2 separate regions of the Capra hircus genome follow, and region 2 is linked to region 1. A link is a contact called in public Hi-C data. All regions are on one chromosome and are shown on one strand. The core of a region is the stretch at or near the end of the contact, and the rest is flanking DNA. Distances in the headings are between cores, read along the strand shown. Region 1 overlaps TSPAN14 (tetraspanin-14). Region 2 overlaps LOC102178601 (a long non-coding RNA gene).

Region 1 (6,735 bases), core at 3,706-6,205:
TATAGCAGCATTATTCACAATAGCTGAGAGGTAGAGCCACCCTGGTGTCTACTGAAGGATGAATGGATAAACAAAAGGTAGTCTATACGTGCCATGGAATATTCGGTTCAGTTCAGTTCAGTCACTCAGTCGTGTCTGACTCTTTGCGACCCCATGGACTGCAGCACGCCAGGCCTCCCTGTCCATTGCCAGCTCCTGGAGTCCATTGAATCAGCGATGCCATCCAACACCATCTCATCCATGGACTATTACTCAGCCTTAAAAAATAACGGAGATTCCTACATGTACTCCCACATGGGTGAGCACTGAGGACATTATGCCGAGTGAAATGAGCCAGACACAAAAGGACAAGCGCTCTATGATTCCACTTATATGAGGTACGTAGAGTAGTCAGAGACAGGAAGTAGAATGGTGGGAACTAGGGACTGGGGGAAGGGGAAGTGGGAAGTTGCTGTTGAACAGGGTCAGTTTTACAAGATGGAAAGATACCTGTGGATGGAGGTGATGGTTTGACAATTCTATGAATGTACTTAATGCCACTGAGTAGTCTTACTTAAAAATGGTTAAGATGGTTAGTTTTATGTCATGTGTTACTGCTGCTGCTGCTAAGTCGCTTCAGTCGTATCCGACTCTGTGCGACCCCATAGACGGTAGCCCACCAGGCTCCCCCGTCCATGGGATTTTCCAGGCAGGGGTACTGGAGTGGGGTGCCATTGCCTATATTATGTGTACTTTACTACAATTAAGTTTCCTTTTTAAAAAATTATTTATTTATGTTTGTCTGTGCTGGGTCTTCATTGCTGCACCGGCTCTTCTTTAGTTGCAGCAAGCGGGGGCTACTCTCAGTTGCCATGTGCAGACCCCTCACTGCGGTGGCTTCTCCTGTTGAGGAGCACAGTCTCTGGGGCTTCAGGAGTTGCAGCATGTGGGCTCAGTGGTTGCTGCTCGCAGGCTCTAGAGCACGGGCTCAATATCTGTGGCACACGGGCTTAGTTGCCCTGTGGCATGTGGGATCCTCCCGGGACAGAGATCGAACCCGTGTCTCCTGCATTGGCAAGCAGGTTCTTTACCACTGAGCCACCAGGGAAGCCTCACTATGATTAAAATTCTTGAAATATCTCACTTTGACTTGCAGAGGAAGGGAAGCTGAGAGAGGCATGCAGTCTTTGTCTTTGTTCATTCTCACCCCCACCTGATTCTGGAGAGAATTTGGGCTTCCCTGGTTTTACTGAGTGTATCCTCAATGAGGGATGATTCCGATGATGCTGGCAACTCCAGGATTGCTTACCACCACAAACACTGAGTTTAATCTGCAGAGGTTCTGATGAAGCCCTTGCCAGGATCTATTTCAGAGATGGATTAAAAGTGTAGAACCATGGGCCCTTTGTAGGCACAGACGATCAGCCTGTGTTTCACAGAGAGCCCCTGCCCTGGGCCTTCTCAGGGACATGAGCCACAGCTTCCTTGCTTGTAAAATGCAGGAATTCGCTTCTGAGCCTCAAGTGCAGCCTGTTTCTGGGTGAGAAACATGGACATTTGTGTTCTGTGACCAGCATGGCTTGAGGCCCCTTCCTTCAAAGTAACAGATGCCTCCCATGAGTAGGGTAAGCATGTAATTTGTGGTCCAAGTCAGGAAACTTTAAAGAATGAAAGAGAGGTTATTAAGAATTTTGCTGGAACAACAGATGTAGAGTATTTCGCTTTCACTGCTGAGAAGTAGTACCTTTTCCCCTTCCAGTTTTATATACTGAACTTTTGTATTTGCTTGGAAATTCTAGAGAACTACACAAGGCCCCCCAGCTTTACTGTGTTCCCTCCTACAGGCTCCCTTCTCCTGTCTGCGCTCACTCACAGTTTCACTTGGTAAAAGTATCCTCCTCATTTTGCAGTCTTAGGATAGAGCATTCCAGGTTGCCAAGTAGACTTCCTGACCATGTCTTTGAAAATTCCATATTGGACTTTGAGGTTTTTTTTTACTATCCTGGATAAGGACGCTGTGATTATCTTTTGTAACACAGATTCTTGCCTTTGGGGAAAGGACGAGAAATTATTTGCTGGGATAGGTTCCCAGGAGTGAGATTAAATGGGTCAGAAGGTGTGTCCATTGTTTTGACTGGCCTGACACATTTATATAATCATATTCACCAGAAAGGCTGCCCCAGTTCATAGGAAATAGATCCCCTTATTGTTTGGCGCACACGGGTATGTGTTTGTGTGTGTATTTTTCCATATTTTGGCTTGCCAAGACAGAGGGCAAGGATTGCTTAATTATAGACTCCACTTGAACTGGGAGTGGCTGATCGTTGCAGGCCCTCAGCTCCTGATCTCACTGGTTCAGGCGCATCTGAGGCTGGGACCCCCAGGAGGAATTTGCAAGGATGGGCAGTATGTGTACTGTGATTATTGCCTGGGACATGTGATTATTACACACTCACAGGGTGGTGTCAAGGCTGAGTAACTGATGGTGTGTGTAACTCTGCTTCTGGCAAATAGTCAGCATGGCTCAGTCTGACGGGGTGATCTGTCATCTGTGGGGGAGTAGCTTACTCCCACCTTGTTTATACCTTTCCCCTCCCAGAAATGTGTTTTTAAAAAATCCCGTCTATGGAGGTGTACATTAAATAGAATACATATACCCATTTCGGATGTTCAGTTCACTGAGTTGGCAGCTATACACTCTGTATAATCACCATCACCACAATAAAGATATCAAAGATTTCCATCTGTCCTGAAACTTGTGCTTTTCTGTAGTCTTTCTCTCCCCACCCCCTCCTCCAGCAACCATTGATCTGCCTTCTGTCATTATAAATTAAATTTCACTCTCAGATCTGGCTTCCTTTAATTTAGAGGATGTTTCTCTGGGTTTCTTTTTTTCTTTTCTGTTTTTAATTTCATGAATTTCTTTAAAAAGTTTAAAAATGTTTTTATATTTAAAAATGGTGGTAAAACCTATGTAACAAAACTTAGAATTGTAACCGTTTTTAAGTGCCCAGTTCAGTGGCATTAAGTGTATTCATGTTGCTCTTCATCCATCACCACCATCCATCTCCAGCCTGTTGTGTGGATTTCTGCTTTTTATTATTTTCTCTCTTCTATGTGTTTTGGGATCATGCTGTTCTTTTTCTGTCTTCTTGAGGTGGAAGATTAGGTCATTGATTTTAGATCTTTCTTTTTTCCTATAGCGTAAGTACCTCATTTTATTGTGTTTCCCAGACACAGCAGTTTTAACAAATTGAAGGTCTTCTGGCAACCCTGAGCCGAGCAAGTCTATCAGCACCATTTCCCCCAGTAGCAACGGCTCAGTTCATGTCTCTCACATTTTGGTAATCTTTGGAATATTTCAGACTTTTTCATTGTTGTATTTGTTATGGGGATGTGTGAATAATTACTATTGTAAAAAAGATTATGAGTTGCTGAAGGCTCAGATGATGGTTAGCATGTTTTAGCAGTAAAGTATTTTCGAATTAAGATATGTACATTTTTTCCTTAGTCATAATGCTATTGCATACTTATTAGACTGCAGTATAGTATAAAGATAGTCTTTACATGCACTGGGAAACCAGAGAGCTTAGTGTGACTTGTCTTGTATTGGTGGTCTGGAGGCGAACCCAGATGTGTCCAGGGTATGCTGTGTTTGATGATGCTGCACGCTTGTTTGTATCCCACACGTCTTGGGATGTTTTCATTTCATTTGGTTAAATATCTTGTATATTGTTTATACAAGTATCTTTTCTTTCCCTCCCTGGCTTCCTGCGGAGTTTCTCTTTTGTTACTGGGTTCCAGCAATTTTATCATGATGTGTGTCGGTGTGTTTTCTTGTGTTCTGTTTGAAGTCCATTGTGCATTTTGGATTTGTGGGTTTATATTTTTCATCAAACTTGGGATGGCTTCAGTTATTATTTCTTTAAATATATACCCCATCCCCGCCTTGAATTCCTTGTTGTCCCACAGGTCATTGAGATGCCGCTCAGTTTTGTTTTGTTTTGTTTTGTTTTTACCCACTCCATCATTTAATTTAGATGGTTCCTATTGCTTTCTCTTTGAGTTCACTCATCTTCTGTAGTGTCTAACTGGCAGCTAAGCCCATTTAGTGAATTTTTCACTTCTAATGTTGGTTTTTCTGTTTCTAATAGTTCCATTTGAATCTTTTTTATATTTCTGTTTCTCTCTTTGCTTATTTTCCTGTAAATCTCTGAGTATATTTAAGTATCTGTTTTAAAGTCTTTGCTGATTCCATCTTCTTTCTCATTCCTGTCTTTTTTCCAGCTACTGATTTTTTTTTTACCTTTTTATAGGTCATGCTTATCTGGTAACTTTTGTTTGGATGCTAGACACAGCTTTTCTGCCCCAATATTCTTCCTGTCTTGGTCAGCTTGGGCTGCCATTCCACATGCCATTGCTTTTGTTGCCTAAACAATCGGAATGTATTTTCTCCCATTTCTGGAGGCTGGAAGTTTGAAATCAGGGTGCCAGCATGGTCAGGTTCCGGTGTGGGCTGTCTTCCTGGCTTTCACGTGGCTGCCTTTCTGCTGTGTTCTCACATGGCAGAGAGAGAGAGAGAAAAAAAACACAAGCTCTGGTCTCTCTTCCTCTAATCATGGAGGCTCCACCCTCATGACCTCATGTAACCGCACTTAACCTCCCCGTCTCCAAATACCATCACACTGGGGCTGCGGCTTCAAGATGTGAATTTTGGAGCGACATAACTTTCAATCCATATCAAGTCTTTTGAATTGGCATCTTTTGTCTGAGATTCATTCTTGCTGTGGTACATAACTATAGATTGTTGATTCTCGTTGTTGTGGGATATTCCATTGTGGAAACATATTATTTGAATTACTTGTAGTTTTATGCTAGTAAGACCTGTTGAAGTAATATGGAAACATACCAGGGTTGGAGACCTGAATTACAGGATGTCCCGGGGTTCACGTGGCTGAACTGAAGGAAACCCTGGCTAGGTTCAGATGGTTTCGGCATGATAGTTGAGTGCAGGACGTGGCTGACGATGGCTTGCACGCCAAACCTGGCTCTCTGCCCGTTTTAGCACATAAAACTTTTTTTGGAACAAGCCCTGCCCATTTTCCTGCTAAAACAACAGAATTGAGTAACTGAAACAGCGACCTTCCACCCGGCAAAGCTGAAAATACTTACCATTTGGCTTATGGAACTGCCGACCCTCAGCTTAGTATCTTGTTAATCATCCATCTGTGCCAGCAATGGCAGGGACTGGGGCGGGGGTGAGGCGGGTTGGGGGTTCCTTCTCGCTATCGCCTGGGGCCGCTGCCTGTAACCATCCTCTGCCTTCCTTTCTTTCAGAGGCTGACCAGAGTCAGATCTCTGGGCCGGGCGTTGTGTTCATGGTCCCCCTGTTATCTGGGAGCACAGAGTGTCTGTGGAAGCTGCCCCAGACCCCTGTGGGGTGTCCTTCCCCATCCTGGCGGGGCCCCTCGCAGGGGTTCACCGGCTCTGTGGGAAGGGCACACATTCTTCTGGTTTTTCAGAACCGCCCTTCCTGCAGGAGGAAAGGCTGGTGTGTGATAGTGTGACCCAGGGCAAGGCACTGACCCGCCCCGTCCCGTTTCCCTCTGAGATGAGGAAGCTGGGCTCCAGCATCCCTTCCGGCCCCCAGAACTTCCAAACTCCCACCCAGAAGTGGCTGGCTTTAAGCTTTTTTTTTTTTTTTTTGAAAGAAGCAGTCCGTTTATGCTCTCTTCATGCTCCAGAGTGGATGCAGTCTGGAAGGGCAAGGCCTCCTCATCTTGACCTCAGCGCACTGGCTGTCAGGACCAGGTTGGGTCTAGGATCTGTGCCATCTCTGGCATCCTTTCACGTGACCACAGGCATCTCTGGTGTTCCCTGGACTTGCCAGGCCAGGATTTCTGGTTCTGGAGAGTGAGTGCCAGGACCATTGGGTTCACCTGGCATGATTTATGGGGGCGGAGCTTAGGCAGCAGGAGAAACAGAGGTCTTTGGAGATCACTGGCCTCCACTGAAGTCGAAGAGAGCTATGGTTTTCTTAAAGCCACAAGGTGAGTTAGGAACAGAGCTGAACAGTTTTATTATAGCTTTTTCTACTCCCTGCCCTGTTTTCTTTCCATCATCCTTTCCCCATTTCACTTGAAAAGTGCCTCCAGGAGGCCCCTATTTCCTTAAACTCTACTCTTGTCTCCAGAAGCCCAGTGAAGCAGATGCTTCTGACCTTGTGTCAGGACAAACTGTGTCATTGGAGGGTGAGGCACAGTGTCTTCAATCCAGCAAATGCTGATAAGGTCTTGAAGGCCCCCCAGGACTCTGCTCTGCCTCCAGACAGGGCTTGCTCAGTGCCCCAGGGTAAGCATATCATTCGGGATGAATCCTACGACCCTCCTTTGACCCAGGAGGGGTCACCTTCACATTGCAAAGGAAAACGGGCTCAGAGAAATTTCTGGACTCACACAAGTCCTCTCACACGGAACTTGTGGGGTGGAGCTGAAATCAGGACCCACTGACCCATGCTGTTTGTTCAGCGCTGCCCAGGACTCCTTTGGGTTTCAGTGCTTCCTCCTGATCCTTTTCGGAGGCGCCCTCAGGTGGCCCAGGGGAGCCTGCCTCAGCTAAAGGAATCTACAAGAGTCCGGGGCTGGCAGGCCAACAGCCTGAAAACAACACCACTGCTGGTGGTTTGCCTTGATCTTGTGGAGGAAAGGCACTGGGGCCTGCAGTAATTGCCTGAGCACTTTCACACTGAAATGAAAT
Region 2 (6,353 bases), core at 1,430-3,929, 43 kb before region 1:
ACTGCCATGTGACCAGACTTGGCCAATGAGGGATAAGCAGCAGGCAGCGGGGATTTCTGGGAAAGGGTTGCTTTCCTTAACACAGGTGCTGCTCCTTCATCCTTTCTGCTCTTTCTCCAGCATATGTGGAATGCAGGTGGGAAGCTGGAGTTGCAGCAGCCATTGTGTGACCACAGCTGACTGAGGGGGCAAGCTTCCCAGTAAGGAGAGCCAGAGCAGACCGACAGGGCAGACCCGGGCCCTGAAGGACCAGTCCTGCTCTGCTTACCTTCAAACTTGGCGTCATGTCAGAGTTTTCAATAAATAGAGCAGCAAAGAGCAACAAACACCATTTAGTTAAAGCAGTGTGGCTGGGTAGATGTTACAGGAACTGAACACAAGTTCTGATTAATACAGCTCTCAAATATATAATGTTGCTTAGATGTTTCTCCTGAACTTCAAACAGCAATTTGGACCTCTTCTCTATCCAGAGATCTCGCAAATGAAAGAGTTGTGACCTCCTCACCAAATACACACAGAGTCACTTGGATTCCTGGTCTCTGTAAACGGCATCACTGTCCATGCAGCCAGATTTCCTATTAGTCACCATCCTATTAGTCCCCCCTCAGTTCTACCTCCTATATATATTTTGAATCTGTTCACCTCTTACCATTTCCTCATCAATCTTCTGAACCACTGTACAGGTTCCTTAACTATTTTAAAATTTTGCTCCCTCCAATCCTACTGCAGCCTTAGGGATCTTCTAAAAGCACAAGTGTAATAATGTTACTATTTTGCCTAAAACCTTTCAGTGACTGCTTAGGGCCTAAGAAATACTAGGCATATATATACCGTAAAACTCTGCCAGGAATTAGGTTGGTCCTGCACCCACCACCTCTTCTTTGGCAAAGGTGTTGCTCTACTGACCACAGGGATGGACATGTTGACCTATACCTGGTGGAACTAGGGAAACCTCTCTCCCTTGCCACAGTGATTGGTTCAAGAGTGGGCACATGACCAGAGTCTGGCCAATTAGAGACCTTCCTTGGGATTCCTAGAATGTAGAGTTACTTGGAGTCACATCTCCAACATGGAGCAAGCTCTGAGTACTAGGAGAGACAGAGAGAAAAGGGCTCCTGGTCTGTGTAGCCTGCAGGATCAGCCCCTAGTATCCACAATCGATCTAGTTTCAAGTTCTTCTTTTGATTCTGTGAACGACTTGAGTATCCTTCTAATAATTTTTCCTCCTTTGGCTTAAGCTAGTTTGGGTAGGGTTTTGTCACTTCCAACCAAAACATCCTGACTAAAGTGAGGACCCTTGGTCATCTGGCCCAATAAGGCATCTTTCCAAGAAAACAGAGTTTCTTCTAGCTTATAGGATGTTTTACAAACGTTATTTCATCTGATTCTTACTATAAGCTTGTGAGGTGGGTTCTACTATCTTGACTTCACAAATAAAAAAGTAAGGCTCAGAGACGTAAAATATTTTGCTCAAGATCAAGAGGCTGAGAATTAGGAACACTTGGACACCAAGTCCCTCTTATATTCAAGGTGTTCCCCTTTATTCCCCACCTCTTGTCCTGTACACACACACACATACACACACAGAAGTGCCAGAGTGGAGCCCAGGGTGAGCAAAAGCAGCAATGGGACAAGGACCAGCCTGGGACGGGGCGGGGGTGGTGATGGGAGGGTTAAAGGAGGAAGTCAGAGGACGGTAAAGCCAAGTTCCTCCATTTAAATTTTATAGCCACTCCAGGTCCAGGAGAAGAAAGTCCTCTTAGCTTCTTTCTTTTACCCTTCCTTGTACTATTTTCTGTTTCCATAATCTATACCTCAGGCTTGCAGTAGGTGCAATAATTCAGTTATATTCTTGGCAATTACAGTTCTAGGGGCTAGCCCGGAAACTAAATCACCATTAAAATACAGCCCTTTTATGAGTTGGGACTGTCCATATCTCCATTCTTCCGCTTTAGGTTACGTGGTACTTTTTTTTTCCTTCTTTCAGTTCTATTGAGATGTAACTGACATATGGCACTGTATAAGTTCAGAGTATATGGTAAAATGATTTGATCTACAAATATTATAAAGTGATTACCACAATAAGTTTAGTGAACAACCATTAACTCATACATTAAGAGATACAAAATAAAATTTTTTTCCTTGTGATGAGAACTCAGGATTTACTCTCTGAATGACTTTCATATGTAACATACAGAGGTGTTAATTACATTCCTAGTACTTTATTTCACAACTAGAAGTTTGTCCCTTTTGACAGTCTTCATCCAATTCCCCCTCCTCCCCAGGCCCCACCTCTGGTAACCACAAATTTGATCTCTTTCTCCTGTGAGTTTGCTTTTGAAGTATATAATTGACCTACAACACTGTCAGTTCTTCGTGCACAACATAGTGATTTGATATTTCTGTACATTTCAAAATGATAACCACTGTGATTCCTTTTAGTTTTTAAAAAAGGAAAAGAAAATGGGCCTGCCCTGTTTTGAGTGTCCCTGATGCTCTCTGAAAGCCACAACAAATTATTGTAAAAATGGGTCAGGTAAAGCTTGGTGGGTCTCAAAGGGCAGCTGGGAATGGCAGGTGAGTGTCACAGTAACTGTCAGTGAGGCCTGGTGGGGATGGGGTGGCGGCCTTGCTGGCTTTGTGGGCACTTCCCTCACCCCCTTCATGCCCTGCAGCAGTGTGGCCAACTGTGCCAGGAAGCAGCTGTCTCTTTGAGGCTGCTCAGGCCGGCAGGACCACTAACATCATCCGGCCCATGATTCACAAAGTTGGCTTTACTCTCTCCTCCTTGTTCTAGGCTCACGACCTTCTTCACCATCCAAGGTTAAGCAGAAATCATCAGGTGTGGATGACCATCTTTCCAATCCCAACCTTCACTGGAAATATCTTCTCTGTCCCCACATCCCCCTTGATAATGGTGGGGGCATTCCTCTACCAGAGGGGACAACACCATTCCTGCCCACATCCCATCTCCTTCCACTTCTTCTTCCGAATCATCACGCCTGCCATCTCTCCTGAGTCATTCCTATCACTCTGCAAGCTTGTTCTACTCCCTTCCACATTTGAATAAAACCCAAGTATCCTAAGAAAAATTAAAATTAGATATGGCTATAAGCACTGGAAAATAAAGGATGAAGTAGGTAGCCAGAGTAGCTACAGCAAATCCCTAAACATCAGGAACCCAAAAACCTGTTGCCCTAACATCCTCAACACGGCTTCCACTTCAGCGTTGAATAAGCCTGCTTGAGCTGCAGCTACATCTTTACATATTCCATTGGGCAGGAGAACACAAAGGCTGAGGCCAGCACACAACCTCCCTTTACAGCTACTTACCCCGTGTTGCACAAGCTTCACCTCCATTTACTTCCTGTTGGCTAGAACTGAGTCATGTGATCATGCCTGTGATCATGCGGAGCCCTGAGCGAGTCCTAGAAACTTGCTTTTATTCAAGGAAGCTATGTGGCCAGCTAGAATTGGAAAGTCTATAATAAAGGGAATAGGGGAGAATGGCTGCTAGGGTCATCCAGCATTCTCTGCCAAAGCCTCCTATGCTTCCACATCCCTTCTAGACCTCTCCCAGTTCTGTGTTACCTGTTGGATAAGCTGTCCAAACACAACTGCTCTACCATGGTGTGGCAGCCACCCCACTACTCCAGGAACACTGCCCTTATCATGTGCACCAATGACTTCCATGTTGCCAGAATCAAAGGTTCCTTCCCTTTCTTCATCTTACCTGGTCTGTGAGCAGCATCTAACAGAGCTGACCACTCTTTTCTGGAAACACTGCTTTGTCAGTCTCTGGGATATAGCACTCTCTGGTTCTCCTTTGGCTTCCCCAGCCTTTTGAAAAAGAAGCCTTTTTCAGTCTTCTTTCTTGCTCTGGCTCTTCCGACTCCTCTGGGTCTCTCTTGAACCCCCACGTCTTCTACATCCATCTCTTTGGCCTGGGTGACTCCCTCAGATCCCAAGGCGGTTACCGTCTTTAGAATGATGTCTCTCAAAGCCCCACCTCCAGCCCATGCATCTCTTCTGGGTGTGTAGTGACTGGACAATTGAACTGGATCTCTGATGGGCATCTCGAACTCAACATAAACGCAGAATTCTTGATGTGCCTGTCTGAGCTGTAGTCTCTTTCCTCCAGGCTACCCTATCCAATACATGAGCACTGTTCACCCACTTACTCCAGCCAGAAACGTGAAAGTAATCTTTGGTTTCTCCATGGCCTCCCCATCCATCTTATTGATGTCCATGTCCAAAACAGCATCTTTGAACTACTGATCTTAGTGCGGCCATCAACTTGGTCCAAACCACCATTAGTTTGGGCCAGGTCTGCCATTAGAGTCTAATTGTCTCCTTGCTTTCATTTTTGCCTGTCACCCACCCAATTTATTCTTCAGTTTAGTTCAGTTCAGTTCAGTCACTCAGTCGTGTCCGACTCTTTGTGACCCCATGAATTGCAGCACGCCAGGCCTCCTTGTTCATCACCATCTCCCGGAATTCACTCAGACTCACGTCCATTGAGTCTGTGATGCCATCCAGCCATCTCATCCTCGGTCATCCCCTTCTCCTCCTGCCCCCAATCCCTCCCAGCATCAGAGTTTTTTTCCAGTGAGTCAACTCTTCTCATGAGGTGGCCAAAGTACTGGAGTTTCAGCTTTAGCATCATTCCTTCCAAAGAAATCCCAGGGCTGATCTCCTTCAGAATGGACTGGTTGGATCTCCTTGCAGTCCAAGGGACTCTCAAGAGTCTTCTCCAACACCACAGTTCAAAAGCATCAATTCTTCAACACTCAGCCTTCTTCACAGTCCAACTCTCTCATCCATACATGACCACTGGAAAAACCACAGCCTTGATGAGATGGACCCTAGCCTGCAAAGTAATGTCTCTGCTTTTGAATATGCTATCTAGGTTGGTCATAACTTTCCTTCCAAGGAGTAAGCGTCTTTTAATTTCATGGCTGCAGTCACCATTTGCAGTGATTCTGGAGCCCCAAAAAATAAAGTCTGACACTGTTTCCCCATCTATTTCCCATGAAGTGATGGGACTGGATGCCATGATCTTCGTTTTCTGAATGTTGACCTTTAGGCCAACTTTTTCACTCTCCTCTTTCACTTTCATCAAGAGGCTTTTTAGTTCCTCTTCACTTTCTGCCATAAGGGTGGTGTCATCTGCATATCTGAGGTGATTGATATTTCTCCTGGCAATCTTGATTCCAGCTTGTGTTTCTTCTAGCCCAGCGTTTATCATGATGTACTCTGCATAGAAGTTAAATAACCAGGGTGACAATATACAGCCTTGACATACTCCTTTTCCTATTTGGAAACAGTCTGTTGTTCCATGTGCAGTTCTAACTGTTGCTTCCTGACCTGCATACAGATTTCTCAAGAGGCAGGTTGGGTGGTCTGATATTCCCATCTCTTTCAGAATTTTCCACAGTTTATTGTGATCCACACAGTCAAAGGCTTTGGCATAGTCAATAAAGCAGAAATAGATGTTTTTCTGGAACTCTTGCTTTTTTCATGATCCAGCGGACGTTGGTAATTTGATCTCTGGTTCCTCTGCCTTTTCTAAAGCCAGCTTGAACGTCAGGGAGTTCACGGTTCACGTATTGTTGAAGCCTGGCTTGGAGAATTTTGAGCATTACTTTACTAGCATGTGAGATGAGTGCAATTGTGCGGCAGTTTGAGCATTCTTTAGCATTTCCTTTCTTTGGGATTGGAATGAAAACTGACCTTTTCCAGTCCTGTGGCCACTGCTGAGTTTTCCAAATTTGCTGGCATATTGAGTGCAGCACTTTCACAGCACCATCTTTCAGGATTTGAAACAGCTCAATTGGAATTCCATCACCTCCACTAGCTTTGTTCATAGTGATGCTTTCTAAGGCCCACTTGACTTCACATTTCAAGATGTCTGGTTCTGGATTAGTGATCACATCAGCATGACTATCTGGGTCGTGAAGATCTTTTTGTACAGTTCTTCCGTGTATTCTTGCCACCTCTTCTTAGTATCTTCTGCTTGTTAGGTCCATACCATTTCTGTCCTTTATCGAGCCCATCTTTGCATGAAATATTCCCTTGGTATCTCTAATTTTCTTGAAGAGATCTCTAGTCTTTCCCAATCTGTTGTTTTCCTCTATTTCTTTGCATTGATCGCTGAAGAAGGCTTTCTTATCTCTCCTTGCTATTCTTTGGAACTCTGCATTTAGATGCCTATATCTTTCCTTTTCTCCTTTGTTTTTCACCTCTCTTCTCTTCACAGCTATTTGTAAGGCCTCCCCAGACAGCCATTTTGCTTTTGTGCATTTCTTTTCCACACACAGTAGAAAATCAGAATACATTAGTCTTCTGCATAA

Evidence for each region. Hi-C and Micro-C count contacts between places; a contact is called where the count stands out from the background.
Region 2: a contact with region 1 is called in a Hi-C map of blood, with 2.4 times the contacts expected there. The contact joins two enhancer-like sites. A contact is called at or near these places in 3 of 5 Hi-C or Micro-C datasets (all in blood).

Annotation. Positions count from the first base shown.
Region 1 is chr28:9,956,976-9,963,710 of ARS1.2, reverse strand. All of the region lies in intron 2 of TSPAN14 (tetraspanin-14), which reads left to right. Among named protein-coding and RNA genes, the nearest start is that of TSPAN14, 34 kb to the left of the region's middle. Within about 2 kb of position 4,955, at least 3 of the 5 cell types and tissues checked have an H3K27ac peak or open chromatin away from gene starts, as enhancers often do.
Region 2 is chr28:9,997,762-10,004,114 of ARS1.2, reverse strand. The region is part of intron 1 of LOC102178601 (a long non-coding RNA gene); the gene reads right to left. Among named protein-coding and RNA genes, the nearest start is that of TSPAN14, 6.8 kb to the right of the region's middle. Within about 2 kb of position 2,679, at least 1 of the 5 cell types and tissues checked has an H3K27ac peak or open chromatin away from gene starts, as enhancers often do.